Regions from separate parts of the Sus scrofa genome. Here all the other regions are linked to region 3. The links are chromatin contacts, called in public Hi-C maps. All regions are on one chromosome and are shown on one strand. Each heading gives the region's core, a stretch centred on a gene start, on an enhancer-like site or on the middle of the called end of the contact. The rest is flanking DNA. Distances are from core to core; before and after follow the strand shown.

Region 1 (4,454 bases), core at 1,625-4,124, 160 kb after region 3:
TTTAAATATCTTATTAAGATACCATTACCTAATGCAATGTTACAAATATTTATGTTTTATGTTTCTGTCTAAAAGTTTTATAAGTTTATTTTTATGTTGAGGTCTTTGATTCATTCTGAGTTATTTTCATGTATGATATGAGATAAAAATCCATTCTTTTGGAGTTTTCTTGTGGTACAGCAGGTTAAGGATCCAGCATTGTCACTTGGGTCACTACTGTAGCATAGGTTCAATTCCCGGCCCTGGGAACATTTGTTTCTAGGCTGCAGGCTTGGCCAAAAAAAAGAAAAATTCATTCTTTTGCATGTGGCTATCCAGTTGTACTAGCACCATTTATTGAAAAGACTATTCTTTCCCCCGCTGAATTATCTTGGAATCCTTGTCAAAACTTTTTTGACCAAAAATGTCTGAATTTACTACTGGATTCTCAGTTCAACTCCACTGATTTATATGTTTATCCTTGTGCCAGAAGTACGCAATCTTGATTATTGTAGTTTTGTAATAAGTTTTTTTTTTTTTTTTAAGGGCTGCACCCATGGCATATGGAAATTCCCAGGCTAGGGGTTGAATCGGAACTACAGCTGCTGGCCTACACCACAGCCACAGCAACGCCGGATCCTTAGCCCACTGAGCGAGGTCAGGGATGGAACCCTCAACCTCATGGATACTAGTCGGATTCGTTTTTGCTGTGCCACAATGGGAACCCCTGTAATAAATTTTGAAATCAGGAAGTGAGTCCTCCAATTTGGCTCTTTTTTTTTTAAGTATTATTTTTACTTTTCTAGGTACCTTGAATTTTCATATGAATTTTAGCTTCAGCATGTCAATTTTTGTCAAAAAGATAATTGGAATTTTGATAGGGTTCATATTAATCTGCTAATCATTTGAGGGAATATTGACTTCTTGACAAGAGTAGTAAGTCTTTTTCTCTTTTTCTTTTCTTTTTTTTTTTCTTTTTTTTTTTTTTTTTTTTTTTGGCTGCACCTGCAGCATGGGAAGTTCCTGGGCCAGGTCCCGCAACTGTAGCAACACTGGATCCTTAATCCACTGTTCCAGGCCAGGAATCAAACCTGTGTCCCAGCACTCCAGAGATACCGCCAGTCCTGTTCCACCACAGTGGGAACTCCTGAAGTATGGTTTTGTGACAGTGGAAAGGAAAACTAACTCATGATAAGAGGCAAAGCTGAGTGTCAGTGCAGGGCAGTCGCTGGGCTCATTCATCACCTCACTGCCTATCTTAGCAAAATGTTACAGACTGAGGGATAATTTGTGGCAAGTTATGTATGAATGTCAAGGCTCTTCTGTACACAGCCCTTTCCAGACTGACCTGGCCTACTTTCCAGCCCCATCATGTGTAGTGGTTGAAAGGGTGTTGGCTGTGCTGCCCTACTGCTCAGGTTCTAAGTCACGCTCTGTCACTTAGTTACTATGGACCTTGGGCAATTCAACCTTCTTATGTGTTTTCTTTTAAAAAATTTTTTCTTTCATTTTAGGGCCACACTGGAGGCATATGGAAGTTCCCAGGGTAAGGGTTGAATCAGAGCTGCAATCGCTGACCTACACCATAGCCACAGCAACGCCAGATCCGAGCTGCATCTGTGACCTACAACGCAGCTCACAGCAATACCAGACCCTTAGCCCACTGAGGAAGGCCAGGGATTGAACTGCATCCTCATGGATACTAGTCAGGTTTGTTACTGCTTAGCCACAACAGGAACTCCTGTGCCATATTTTAGATTCCACATATAAGTGATATATGGTATTTGTCTTTCTCTATCTGACTTACTTTACTTAGTATGATAATCTCTAGTTGCACCCATGTTGGTGAAAATGGCATTATTTCATTCCTTTTTATGGCTGAGTGGTATTCCATTGTACATATTTACTGTATCTTCTTAATTCATTCATCTGTCAATGGCCATTTATGTTTTTCTCTTTTTTTCTTCAAGTTTTAGCTACTTTGAGTAGTGCTTCAATCAACACTGGGTGCATGTATCACTTTGAATCATTGTTTTGTCATGGTACATGCCCAGGAGTGGGATTACTGGATCATACCGTAATTCTATTTTTAGTTTTCTGAGGAACCTCAATACTGTTTTCCACAGCAGTTGCATTAACTTACATTCCTACCAACAGTGTAAGAGGGATCCCTTTTCTCCACACCCTCTAAGCATTTGTTATTTGTAGACTTTTTTTAGGTGTGGGTGGATACCTCATTGGAGTTTTTTCTTTGGGGGGGCGCTCTCCCGGCATATGTAAGTTCCAGGCTAGGGGTGGAATCCCAGCTGCTGCTGCCGGCCTACACCACAGCTCACGGCAACGCGGGATCCTTAACCCACTATGCGAGGCCAGGGACTGAATCTCGCTGTAGTTTTGATTTCCATATCCCTAATAGTTATAGACCCGGGGATACGTGGCTTATGCACTAGGGCAGTGTCAGGACCTAGACGAATACCTAGGGCATAACTCTTAAGTTGAGGCCTGCACAGGCTGAGATGACGCAAGCAGGCGCGGTGAAAAAGCGGAATCCAGTTAGGAGACCGTTGACCTGTAAATCAGTGTGGCCTCTACTTTCTATGCATCTTCAGGTATGGACTCCCTATCTCACGCCTCCGTCTCCCCTTTTGTAGAAAAAGGAATTTATTATTCCTGCGCCTCCTCTCTCCCAGGGTTACAGTGATGACCCTGACCTAGGATGCCGTTGAGAACGCTCTGTCATTCCAAGCTTGGGGCTTCAGAAAAAGGAGGGTGACGGGAAACGGCGTCACTGCGACACACCGGGGCCTCTCTGGCCTCCGAGATCTTGCCCTAGAACAGCTCGTCTCTATGGCAGACAGGGTTAAATTCCGGGGCGGCTAAGTAGCTCTTCCGGGGTCATCGCGGCCGTTTCCGGGGCGGGACGCCGCGAGCGGGGTTTGTGGTGCTTCGGCTCGCTGGCGGCCTGTGTCTGTGAGCTCCCTGCTGCAATGAGCTTCCTCAGGAGTTTCCCGCCGCCTGGGTCGGCTGAGGGGCTCCGGCAGCAGCAGCCAAATACGGAGGCTGTGCTGAACGGGAAGGGCTTGGGCACTGGCACCCTTTACATCGCGGAGAGGTAGGGTCCCTGTTCCCTAGTGCGGGCGGCCTGCGCGCCGCCTCCCCCGGGCGCCGGCCTTAGGGACGATCGGCGGCGAGACCACCGCCTCGGGGGCTGCGGGGCGGGCTGCTGAGAGGAAGACTCGATTGTTCCAGTGTCCTGTCCTCGGTGCCGCCTCTTCTCTCTTCCTCAGGCAGGGCTCTCCTCTTTAATTACGCTTTTCCCCCGCGGTCCGATAAGAGTGTGGCTCTCCCTCAAGGGTGTCGTTTTAAAATGTTGAGTTTCCAGGCCCTGAGTTAGAGTCATCCATGTGCCTGCCTCCTGCGAGGAGCAGGCGTGAGAGCTGTTGCCCTGGGCAGGCTTGTAGGTTTAGGGCAGACTGTGCAGGGTTTTGAGAGTTTGGGTAAGGCGTATAGGTTTCTTTCTGTAGGTGTGGGTGGGAAGAGGAACATCCTCCGTTTCAGGGAGGCTGGGTTATATCCAGAGGGACCTTGCTCTCATTGTCATTCCTGGAAGGAATCGCCTTTTTATTTGAGTACCCGGAACACTATGTACTTTCATTGTCACATAGATATGTCTTAAATATCGAGGTGGCAGAATAGAGGTACCTATTTCCAGGACATAGTTCATTCTTTTTTTTTTTTTTAGGGCCTCACCCAGGGCATATGGAAGTTCCCAGGCTAGGGGTCCAATTGGAGCTACAGCTGTCAGCCTACACCACAGCCACAGCAACGTGGGATCCAAGCCGGTGTCTGCGACCTACAGCGCAGCTCAAGGCAGCACCGGATCCCCCACCCACTGAGTGAAGCCAGGGATCAAACTCGCATCCTCATGGCTCCTAGTTGGATTCCTTTCCGCTGTGCCACAAAGGGAACTCCGGTTCATTCATCTTCAAGCCAACAATGGCACATTGTTTTCTCCCTGTCCTTCAAATCTCTCTGACGTTTGTTTCTGCTGTTTACAGCCAGGGAGAATTTTCTGGTTATAAGAGCTCACATGGGAGTTCCCCCTGGGACTCAGCAGTAACCCAAGATGAGTATCCATGAGGATGCCGGTTTGATCCCTCGCCCTGCTCAGTGGGTTAAGGACCTGGCCTTGCTGTGATCTTGGTGTAGGTCGCAGATGTGGCTCAGTTCTGGCATCGCTGTGCCTGTGGTGTAGGCGGCAGCCGCAGCTCTGATTGGGCCCCTAGCCTGGGAACTTTAATATGCCCTGGCTACGGCCCTAAAAAAGAAAAAGAGCTTACATGATTATATGGGACTCACACAGATGTGCCAGGATAACCTCCCTATTTTGTCTTCAGTTGATTAGTATCCTTAATTACATACACAAAGCCCCTTTTGCCATGTTACCTAATATATTCACAGAAGATATGAAAGTC
Region 2 (4,337 bases), core at 501-3,000, 210 kb before region 3:
CTATACACACAAATTATACCTACTGTTACATTCTTACTTCTTTTCTTAGTATATTTTGAAGTTCGTTCTATTATCAGTACACATAGAAGTGACTAACAAAGGCTTAATCTCCAGAATACACACACAGTTCATACAACTCAACAATAAAACAGCCCAATCAAAAAATGGACAAGAGTTCCCATCATGGCTCAGCGGAAATGAATCTGACTAGTATCCATGAGGATGCAGGTTCAATCCCTGGCCTCGCTCAGTGGGTTAAGGATCCAGTGTTGCCATGAGCTGTGGTGTAGGTTGCAGACACGGCTCAGATCTGGCATGGCTGTGGCATAGGCCAGCAGCTATCGCTCCAATATGACCTGTAGCCTGGGAACCTCCATATGGCGGGGGTGCAGCCCTAAAAAGACAGACAGAAAGAAAGAAAAATGAACAGAAGGTGCACGCTTCAGCAGCAGAAATACTAAAAAAATGTGTAAACCTCACTGGAATATTTGTGTTTGCCTAGTGGTTCATCTAGTGCTGGAAAATTTGCATAATCCTGAAATAGATTTTTGGTGGTTTTCATTCTTTTGATATAATTTTAAAAGAAACATTTAGTTAAAAAAAAAAAAAAAGACTGCAGGGATCTCTCTTGTGGTACAGTGGGTTAGGAATCCCAGTCACCCCTGTGGCCCAGATTCAGCCCCTGGCCTGGAAACTTCCATATGCTGCAGGCATGCCAAAAAAAAAGATTGCACAATAAAACTTTTTGTATATTATACTAGTATTTACGCAAGAGAGCTCCTCAGACATGTAATTACTGGGTCAAAAAGCGAATTTTGACCTCTGGAACATTTGCTGCCTTCCAGAAAACTGTTCCAATATACATTCCTTTAGAAAACCCTAACTTGAAATATACACAGATCTAGAAGTGCTTTTTGTAGGCATAAAAGACCCATCTTTTATTAATTGATATATTCTTCCACTTTGAAGGTCAATACCTGATGCATATAACTTTGCATGAACCTCTGGTTTAACGAATATTTCTCTAGATAAAATGTTGATCCCGCTAAAGAATAGACAAGAAAAGACATTTTAGCTCCTTGTTAGGAAACGCTGTCTAGACAGAGAGCTATTCAGAGATCTGAGTGCTTCAGTATTGGAGGCGGGCTAGTGGAGACTGGACAATTACTTGACAGATTGTTATGGATTCCTTCTTTTTTTTTTTTTTTTTTCACTCCTCAAACCTTTAGGAAATAGCTCGTCTCCCAGCCACGGGCAAGGACCTGAAGACCCAGGCTAAATTTCGATTTTGGCTACATGACCCAGTCTTGACTTCTGTGAATTCTTTATGGCTGACTGGACGTTAATTTTAGATTTTGAAAGGTGTGTCTGTGCGAATGAACGATGGGAAACCCAAAAAGTGAAAACTAGCTTTTATAAAAATGTAATTAATTACGTTTCTTAAAACTAACCATCAAACGCATTTGTTAATGTCATATGCAAAAATAAATTCTTGCTGAAGGAACATTCGGGGAAGGAGAGGCAATTGCGATTGGGAGGTTGAGAGAGAGAGAGAGAAAAGGGGTGTGGGGGGGGCTCGTTTTGCTTGGCATCTCGACCCCAGGAACCAAGCCTCCAAAACTCCACCAGTGGAGTCAGCGCCGGGAGTCAGGCGAACAGTGTGGGCCACTTAGTAGCCCGGAACCTCGCTTCCGCGGCTCCGGTAGCAGCGCGCACGGGGAAGCGTTTGGGCGCCGCACCGCCCTGCGCGATGCCCTTCAGCCCCGCGCTCGGAGGAGAAGGCTTGTGGCTTGGGCTCCTGCAGTGGTCGTGGTGCTTTTCTTTGTAGTTGGCGGCCTGAAACCAGGCCTCAAGTGGGAACGGCATGACCATGATGAGCGGACGGCCGGGCCGAGTGCCCTTACAGTTCCTTCCGAATGAGGCCCGGAGCCTGCCGCCGCCCAAGCTAACCGACCCGCGGCTCGTCTACATGGGCTTCTTGGGCTACTGCTCCGGCCTGATTGATAACGCGATCCGGCGGAGGCCAGTGGTGTCGGCCGGTGAGGGCTGCGCGGGCTGGATCGGATGGGAGGAGTGGGGGTCGCGGGGCTCAGGGCCGGCTCCACCTCAGGCTGCGCGAGGTGCCTTCGCTTTTCAGGGCCTTTCGCCTAAAAGGCCCCGCCTCGCCTTCCTGAGGTTTGCGTGCCCGCTCAGCTCCTCAGCATCGGGCCCGACTAGAGCGTCATTGCACTTCAGGTCCAACCGAGGGTGCAATGCAAACCACGACCTCACAGTGAGTCTGTAAGGACCAGGTGTGAACTCCCTGCTCCCCTCTCTGCGCTGTGGGGTGTGCAAAAATGGGTGATCAGTCTGTGCAGTGCACTACTAACACTGCGTGCATTATAGCATTTAGTCTTCCAACACCTTGGGGGAGGGGGGATTATCCACAGTGGGGAAACAGAGCCTGAGAGGGGTTAAAGCAGCTTGCCCAAGGTCATGTGGCGCGTTCTGTTTTCAAACCTCAGAGTCTCTATTCAGAACCAACACTTCTCAGATTTAGTGTGCATACTGATAACTTGGGGGTCTTGTTCAAATGCGGATTCAGATTCCTTAGATCTGGCGACAGTTTTGATGTTCACATTCTCTCAGATGCTGCTGGTCTGGAGACCTCACATAGAGTAGGAGGCTCTAAACCACTGGGTTGTATTTCCTATAGGTCAGTGGCCACCTGCCAGAGATCAACACTGGTAGTAGGTAACACAGTAGCTGTACTAAGGGCTGCAGAAGAGAAAAGAGGGAAACTGTAGAAGGTGTCTTTGAACTCAGCTTTGATATTTATTTTGACAGATACTTAGAGCCTTCCAGGCCCATGAGAGGCCAGTGGGAGTGAATGAGGGGAAGATGAGTGAGTAGGGTGATAAGGCAACAAAGATTTAGGTAGATCATGGCAGTTTGTTCTCTAGGCATACAGGAACCTTACATGCTTTTGAGAGCTGTGAGGGAAAGTGCAGGCATCAGACATGTGTTTTAAAAGGTCAGCTTGGGAGTTCCCGTTGTGATGCAGCGGAAATGAATCTGACTAGTATCCATGAAGATGCGGATTTGATTCCTCTCAGTGGGCCAGGGATCTGGCATTGCTGTGAGCTGTGGGGGTAGGTCACAGACTTGGCTCAGATCCCAAGTTGCTGTGGCTGTGGCTCCAGCTCCAATTCGACCCCTAGCATGGGAACTTCCATATGCCACAGGTGCACCCCTAAAAAAAAAGCATAAATAAAAGGTCAGCTTTGTCAGGAACTGATTGGAGTCAAAGGAGCCCATTTAGGAAGAAAGCTTATACAGTGGTTCAAGCAACCAGGAATCACCCCGCTTTTGCCTCTTTTGCCTTCCAGCTGTCTGTAAGCCCACCATATCAGCATTTCTGGTGCTCACATAGACTTGAAATTCCATCTGTGCTGGATGTATCACCACTCCATACTTGCCCAAGCCTGTTGCTTGGTGTCATGGAAAGAGGTCCACTTTGAAACTAAATGACCTTGCTCCACTGTCACCTTGGGCAAGTTGCTTGGTCTGAGCCAGTTTCCTCATCTGTAAAATAAGGATAATTCTTCTTTGCATTTTGTTTGTGTGGAGAGAATTATGGGAAATTCTGTAGGTAAATGACCTGGCACACAGAAGGTGCTAAACAAGTTTCCCTTTCCTTAGCTCTCGTTACGCAAATGATGTACCATATAGTTGTTCAGCCTTTATTGAGCTTTCTCTGTGCCAGGCAGTATTACACATTGGATATATCGGATAAACAGGTGTGGATCTAGGTGTGACACACAGTGTTCTAATAGAAGTGGGTGGGCAGAGTGTGCTTTGGAAGAAAGCAGATTGGAGAGATACTGTTCCAGAGGAAGAAAGGGTTGGCTAAACTTGAAGTATGTGCCACTTAATCTCACCTCATTGGTTTGTTTGTTTTGGCCATGCCCATGGCATGCAGCGGTTTCTAGGCCTAGGAGGTTGTATACAGGAATTTAGGATCCTGATGGCCATAACTGAAGAAGAGGCTGACAGGCTAGGTTTGTATTTTAGTAAAAATTCCTCTTGGAGTTCCCGTCGTGGCTCAGTGGTTAACGAATCCGACTAGGAACCTTGAGGTTGCGGGTTCGATCCCTGGCCTTGCTCAGTGGGTTAAGGATCTGGCGCTGCCGTGAGCTGTGGTGACAAAAAAAAAATTCCTCTTAAAAACGGTAAAAGCTGGGATCAGTGTGGAGTGGAAAATGAGATAAAAGGAGACCAGTTAGTGTAGCTGAGCATAAATTCCCTCAAGTGAGGAAAGGAAGTATTTATAAGATAGAATTGACAGGATTTAGGAG
Region 3 (4,572 bases), core at 572-3,071:
TTTTTTTTTTTTTGTCTTTTTTGCCATTTCTTGAGCTGCTCTCACGGCACATGGAGGTTCCCAGGCTAGGGGTTGAATCAGAGCCATAGCTGCCGGCCTATGCTAGAGCAACAGCAACGCGGGATCCGAGCTGTGTCTGCAACCTACACCACAGCTCACGGCAACGCCGGATCCTTAACCCACTGAGCAAGGCCAGGGATCAAACCCGAAACCTCATGGTTCCTAGTTGGATTTGTGAACCACTGTGCCACCAAGGGAACTCCTCATCAGCACTTCTTTAACTGGAATTTTCAAGGGTCTTTCTAAAGTTCAAAAGAACATTTTTTTCCTTTAAAAAGGATTTGTGTATTAGAAATCAGTATTCCAGGTAATAAATTTTGCTTACAACATAGAATTTTTTCTCTCTCTCTCTCTTTTTTTTTTTTTTTTTTCTTTTTGGTCCCATCTGCAGCATATGGATGTTCCTGGGGCCAGGAGTCAAATCTGAGCTGGAGCTGTGACCTGTGCCACAGCTGTAGCAACACCAGATCCAGAATCCACTGCACTGGGCTGGAATCGAACTGGCAGCTCCACAGAGACAAGGAGGATCATTAAACCCACCATGCCACAGAGGGAACTCCAGAATTTTTTCCTCTTGATAAAGGAGTCTTGTTGTTTCTTTAGCTAATTAATATGACACAGACCATTATGGTTTTTCTCCTTTTTACCTAGAAATTCAGAACAAAATTCAATGTTTAATTGTGGTGATCATTTTCTCTGTTCTCAACATAATCGATTGCCTATATATTTCTTTACTTTCCTTTAATTATTATTCTGTTTTACATAGTTTACATTATACCTTGTTTGTAAAATTCTTTTTAGTAAGTAGAAACTATATAACCTTAAAATGCACACAGAAACTTTTGGCTCAAAGTAATGAACTGTATAAATTGCATATTGCTTAATTCAATCTAAATTTTAGGAACTCTTTTCTTCTAATATAATAGCAACTAATATTTTTTAAGAATTTACAATGTGCCAGGGCATTGTGCTAATCAGTGTACTGTGAATTATCTAGTAAAATCCTATGATATAGGTACTATAACCACTCCCACTTCACCGAAGTTTAAAGAAATGAAAAATCTGCCACGTCCTGAAGCCATTCTATTAGGGCTCAAGTCTTGCTTTTTGTCCTTGCAACCCAGCTGGACCAAGTCTCCTACCAAGTCCGCCCTCAGGGCAGGTGTAGCCCACCTCTGATTCTGGTCCCCTGCAGCGCCTAGTTTCCCAGATCTTCGCACCTCAACAAAGTCCCCCACCCCCACCCAGACAACCGCAGGAGGGCCCTGTCATCTCAAGCCTTGGTTCCCGTGAAGGGCATGGTCCCTTTAGATCCTGGTTTCCTATCAGGACCACAACTCCTCAGGGTGACGATCCCAGCAGAGCCCCGGTGCATCAGGCCGTCGTCCTCCAGAGTCTTCAGGCCCTGCTTTTCCAGCACAGGTGCGGTTCTTGTACTTCAGCAGTATCCCTCAGCAAATTTTCGCTGAGACTTCTTCATAAAAGGTCCCATCCCAACATAATTAATTAATACATTTCCCTTCTCCTATTTTTTTCTCATAATCGTGCTTTTTCCCCAAGTGTCCTCTTATTCACTCCCTTCAACTTCCCCTACTAACCAGTAGCCCAGTTTCAGGTCGAGGAGCGCCCCCAAAACTTACCCAACGCCCTCTCTCCAAGGAGCCGCACTCTCAAACCGCTCCGTGCTTTACCTCTCACCTACGTTCAGGCTGTCGCATCTAAACGCTCCTCCCCTTCGCCCGCCCTGAAAAAGCCTTTCGGCCAGTCGACGCGCGAAGCTCCGCCCCCTTCAGGTTTATTGGTCACCGTTCCTACAAAGTCCCGCCTCCCAGCTTCCAGCCCGCCTCCCTGCCCTGCAGCCCTTGTTTTCATTCCTCCTGTCACACCGAGGCAGTGCAAACCCGAGGTGGGAGGAGTGGAGAAGGGGGTGGGGGTGCGGAAAGAGGGCGGAAAGTGAAAGGCACGGAGCGCCTCTCTTTCCTCCGTCTGACTCGGTTCTCGACTGCTCCGGGCCGCTGTTGTATTGTGGGATCGCGGCGCCGTGCCTGAGACGCTCGGATCCGCAGGGGCGCCCACTTGCTAGCGCCTCCTGTCGCCTGTAAGATTGCCCTGCTATTCCTCGGCACCCCAACTCCCCCCACCCCTCCATCGCCTCCTCCTCCTCCATCTCCAGTTCAAATGGCGGCGGCGGCGGCAGCGGCGGCGGCGATGGCTCCTCCGGGCTGCCCGGGTTCGTGCCCCAACTTCGCCGTAGTCTGCTCTTTCTTGGAGCGCTACGGGCCGCTGCTCGACCTGCCCGAGTTGCCGTTCCCCGAGCTGGAGCGGGTGCTGCAAGCTCCTTCGCCGGACGTCGGCAACGGAGAAGGTAAGCGAGGGGCCCGAAAGCCCGGCGGGAAGCGGCCCTGGCACACTCCTTCTCTTCGTTCTTCGCCGACACCCCGGGCCTCCGCGGCTCTGTCCTCCGGCGGGGGCGCAGTTCCGCCTGGCCAGTCTTCTCCGCCCAGCCCGGGGGGTCTTGGGCAGTGGGGAGGCGGGGCGGAGGCCCCTAGGGCCACTCCGCCCGGCGCCCAGGGACGGTGGGGGCTTGGCGGGTCAGGTCTGGGCTGGGGGCGGGGAAGGGTCATTGTGCTGGTCGGTCGCCCCTGGGACTGGTATCCCGCGGCGGGGGCCGGCCCCCACCCCTACTCCTTCTCGGTGGCGGGGGAAGGCGAGGGCAGGTTCCGGCCAGCTTTGCGCTTTCTCCTCCACCCCTCCCTCACTCCCTCCCCTCCTCCCACATCCTCCGACCATCTCGGGGGAGGCTGGGCTCATCTTCTCGGGGCGCCCCTTTCTCTCCCTCACCTGGGTGGGCGGGGCCAGCGGACACTTCATCTCTCCCTCCTCTAGTGGGAACTCCCCGAGAGAGTCGGCTTGGTCTCTCTTCCCTTCTCCTCCAGGGCCGGTTTAACCCCTGAAACTCCTGTCGGAGGTTTGCTCCTCCTCCTGATGAGGGGGTCCTTCTCCATTCTTGTTTTGGAGGGGGAGGTGAAGTCGGTTCAGCTTCTCCACTTTGGAGGGTAGAGGGTTAATCCCCCCCCCATAGTTTTCCTCCTCCTCCCCACCTTCCCACAAATAATAGAAAAGCATCTCCCGACTTTTCCAGTCCTTCCCCCTTCGTCTTGGCAGTAGGGCTTAGGGGAAGAAGAAGTCGCCCTCTCATTTGCAGGGTGGGGTGGAGTGGTTAGTGTGTAGGCTGGAGGAGGGGCTCAGACGGAGGGGAAAACAGTTGAAGAAGGTGCTTGTTGCTCATGTTTCTCTCTCTGGTGCCGCTGGTCTATTATTGGTGTTCGCAAGTGGTGCTCCTTCCACATAAGGCCACCGCGCGGTGCAGGGCGCATGCTCTGCCCGGCCCCATTGAAACTTCCTGCTGCTGCTGCTGCTGCTGCTGCTGCTGGGTCTCTCGCTGGAGCATCTCCGCGCAGCGCCTGCTGCCTGCAACCCTCACTGAGCGCTTACACGTATTCCCTGTTTATTCTCGATCCATGCCTCCCTTTTTCTGGCACATTTCTTCCCTCAGAGAAGGTTTTATTTGTTGAACTCTGAGCTTTGCCTTTATCTGGGAACAGCCCTTGGTGAGAAGAAACGTTTCCAAATAGGTCTTTATCCCCCCTTCTTTTTTTCCGTAGAGGTGGCCAAAGTGGACTAGGTATTGTGCAAAACAGATAGCTATTTCCCTTCCAAGAAATCAGGATCGATCTTCAGTTCTCTCAGGGAAATGAAGAAGTTTCTATTAACAGAATATATTTACACAGCTAGGAAGAGCCCAAGTGTGAAGTTCTTCAAAATATTACCTATAGAGCGAATAATATCATGGCTACCAAAGACTCACATTAATACAGGAGTTATGGTGCAGGCGTTTGTCTCTTCTTACCTGCCAAATGTACTCTACCATTCACAAATTCTGGCATATAAAATGTTGCATATATAAAGACTACCTACAGAATTTCTTGAAAAATGAAACTCCTCAGTATTGTAATTCAAGTACAAATTTACATTCATTTGTGAAGGAAATGGTTATTATGGAGGAGAATGCCTTATAAGTTACTTTAGGATACCTTGAGAAATGAAGGTGGTGTATCTTTAAGAGAGAAATGTGGGATTTTGGGAAAAGGAGTTGCTGGTCAATTTTTTCAGAATATATTTGGACCAAGTTGTATGCAAACATAAACTTCTGTGATGGCATTATATTTGGTGATATGCAAGGTTGCTTGCTTCTCTATTTGTTTTAAGTATTTTGGCCACTGCATTTGGCTTCTGTTCGTAACAAGAAACATATCAGGGTCAATCTAATACTTCATGTTACTTTCTATTTAAGGTTGAATTATATATGATAGTATATGATAATCGACTGTGTCATAAGGTGACGAAAGAATAATTATTAATTAATGTTACACAGTTCAAGATACTTGGCAAATGAAAAGTCTGTGCAGGTGAAATGCTGTTACTTGGGCAAGAGAGAGATTTCTTTGATGA

The links. A called contact is a pair of places that touch in the nucleus more often than the background predicts.
Region 1: a contact with region 3 is called in a Hi-C map of liver, with 10 times the contacts expected there. The contact joins the promoter of CLNS1A here to the promoter of AAMDC in region 3. A contact is called at or near these places in 1 of 5 promoter capture datasets (liver), 10 of 47 Hi-C or Micro-C datasets (embryonic fibroblasts, heart right ventricle, liver and 4 more) and 1 of 2 datasets of contacts at active chromatin or transcription factors (alveolar macrophages).
Region 2: a contact with region 3 is called in a Hi-C map of subcutaneous adipose tissue, with 1.7 times the contacts expected there. The contact joins the promoter of NDUFC2 here to the promoter of AAMDC in region 3. A contact is called at or near these places in 1 of 5 promoter capture datasets (liver) and 2 of 47 Hi-C or Micro-C datasets (heart right ventricle and subcutaneous adipose tissue).

Annotation. Positions count from the first base shown.
Region 1 is chr9:12,112,088-12,116,541 of Sscrofa11.1, reverse strand. It overlaps CLNS1A (methylosome subunit pICln), which reads left to right and starts at 2,874. Exons shown (of 7, transcript XM_003482570.4): 1 at 2,874-3,091. The coding sequence starts at 2,967.
Region 2 is chr9:12,489,920-12,494,256 of Sscrofa11.1, reverse strand. It overlaps NDUFC2 (NADH dehydrogenase (ubiquinone) 1, subcomplex unknown, 2, 14.5kDa), which reads left to right and starts at 1,750. Exons shown (of 3, transcript NM_001244743.1): 1 at 1,750-2,039. The coding sequence starts at 1,865.
Region 3 is chr9:12,275,776-12,280,347 of Sscrofa11.1, reverse strand. AAMDC (mth938 domain-containing protein) reads right to left here and starts at 1,821. Exons shown (of 4, transcript XM_005667169.3): 1 at 1,701-1,821. It overlaps RSF1 (remodeling and spacing factor 1), which reads left to right and starts at 2,228. Exons shown (of 20, transcript NM_001142834.2): 1 at 2,228-2,237; 2 at 2,240-2,425. The coding sequence starts at 2,240.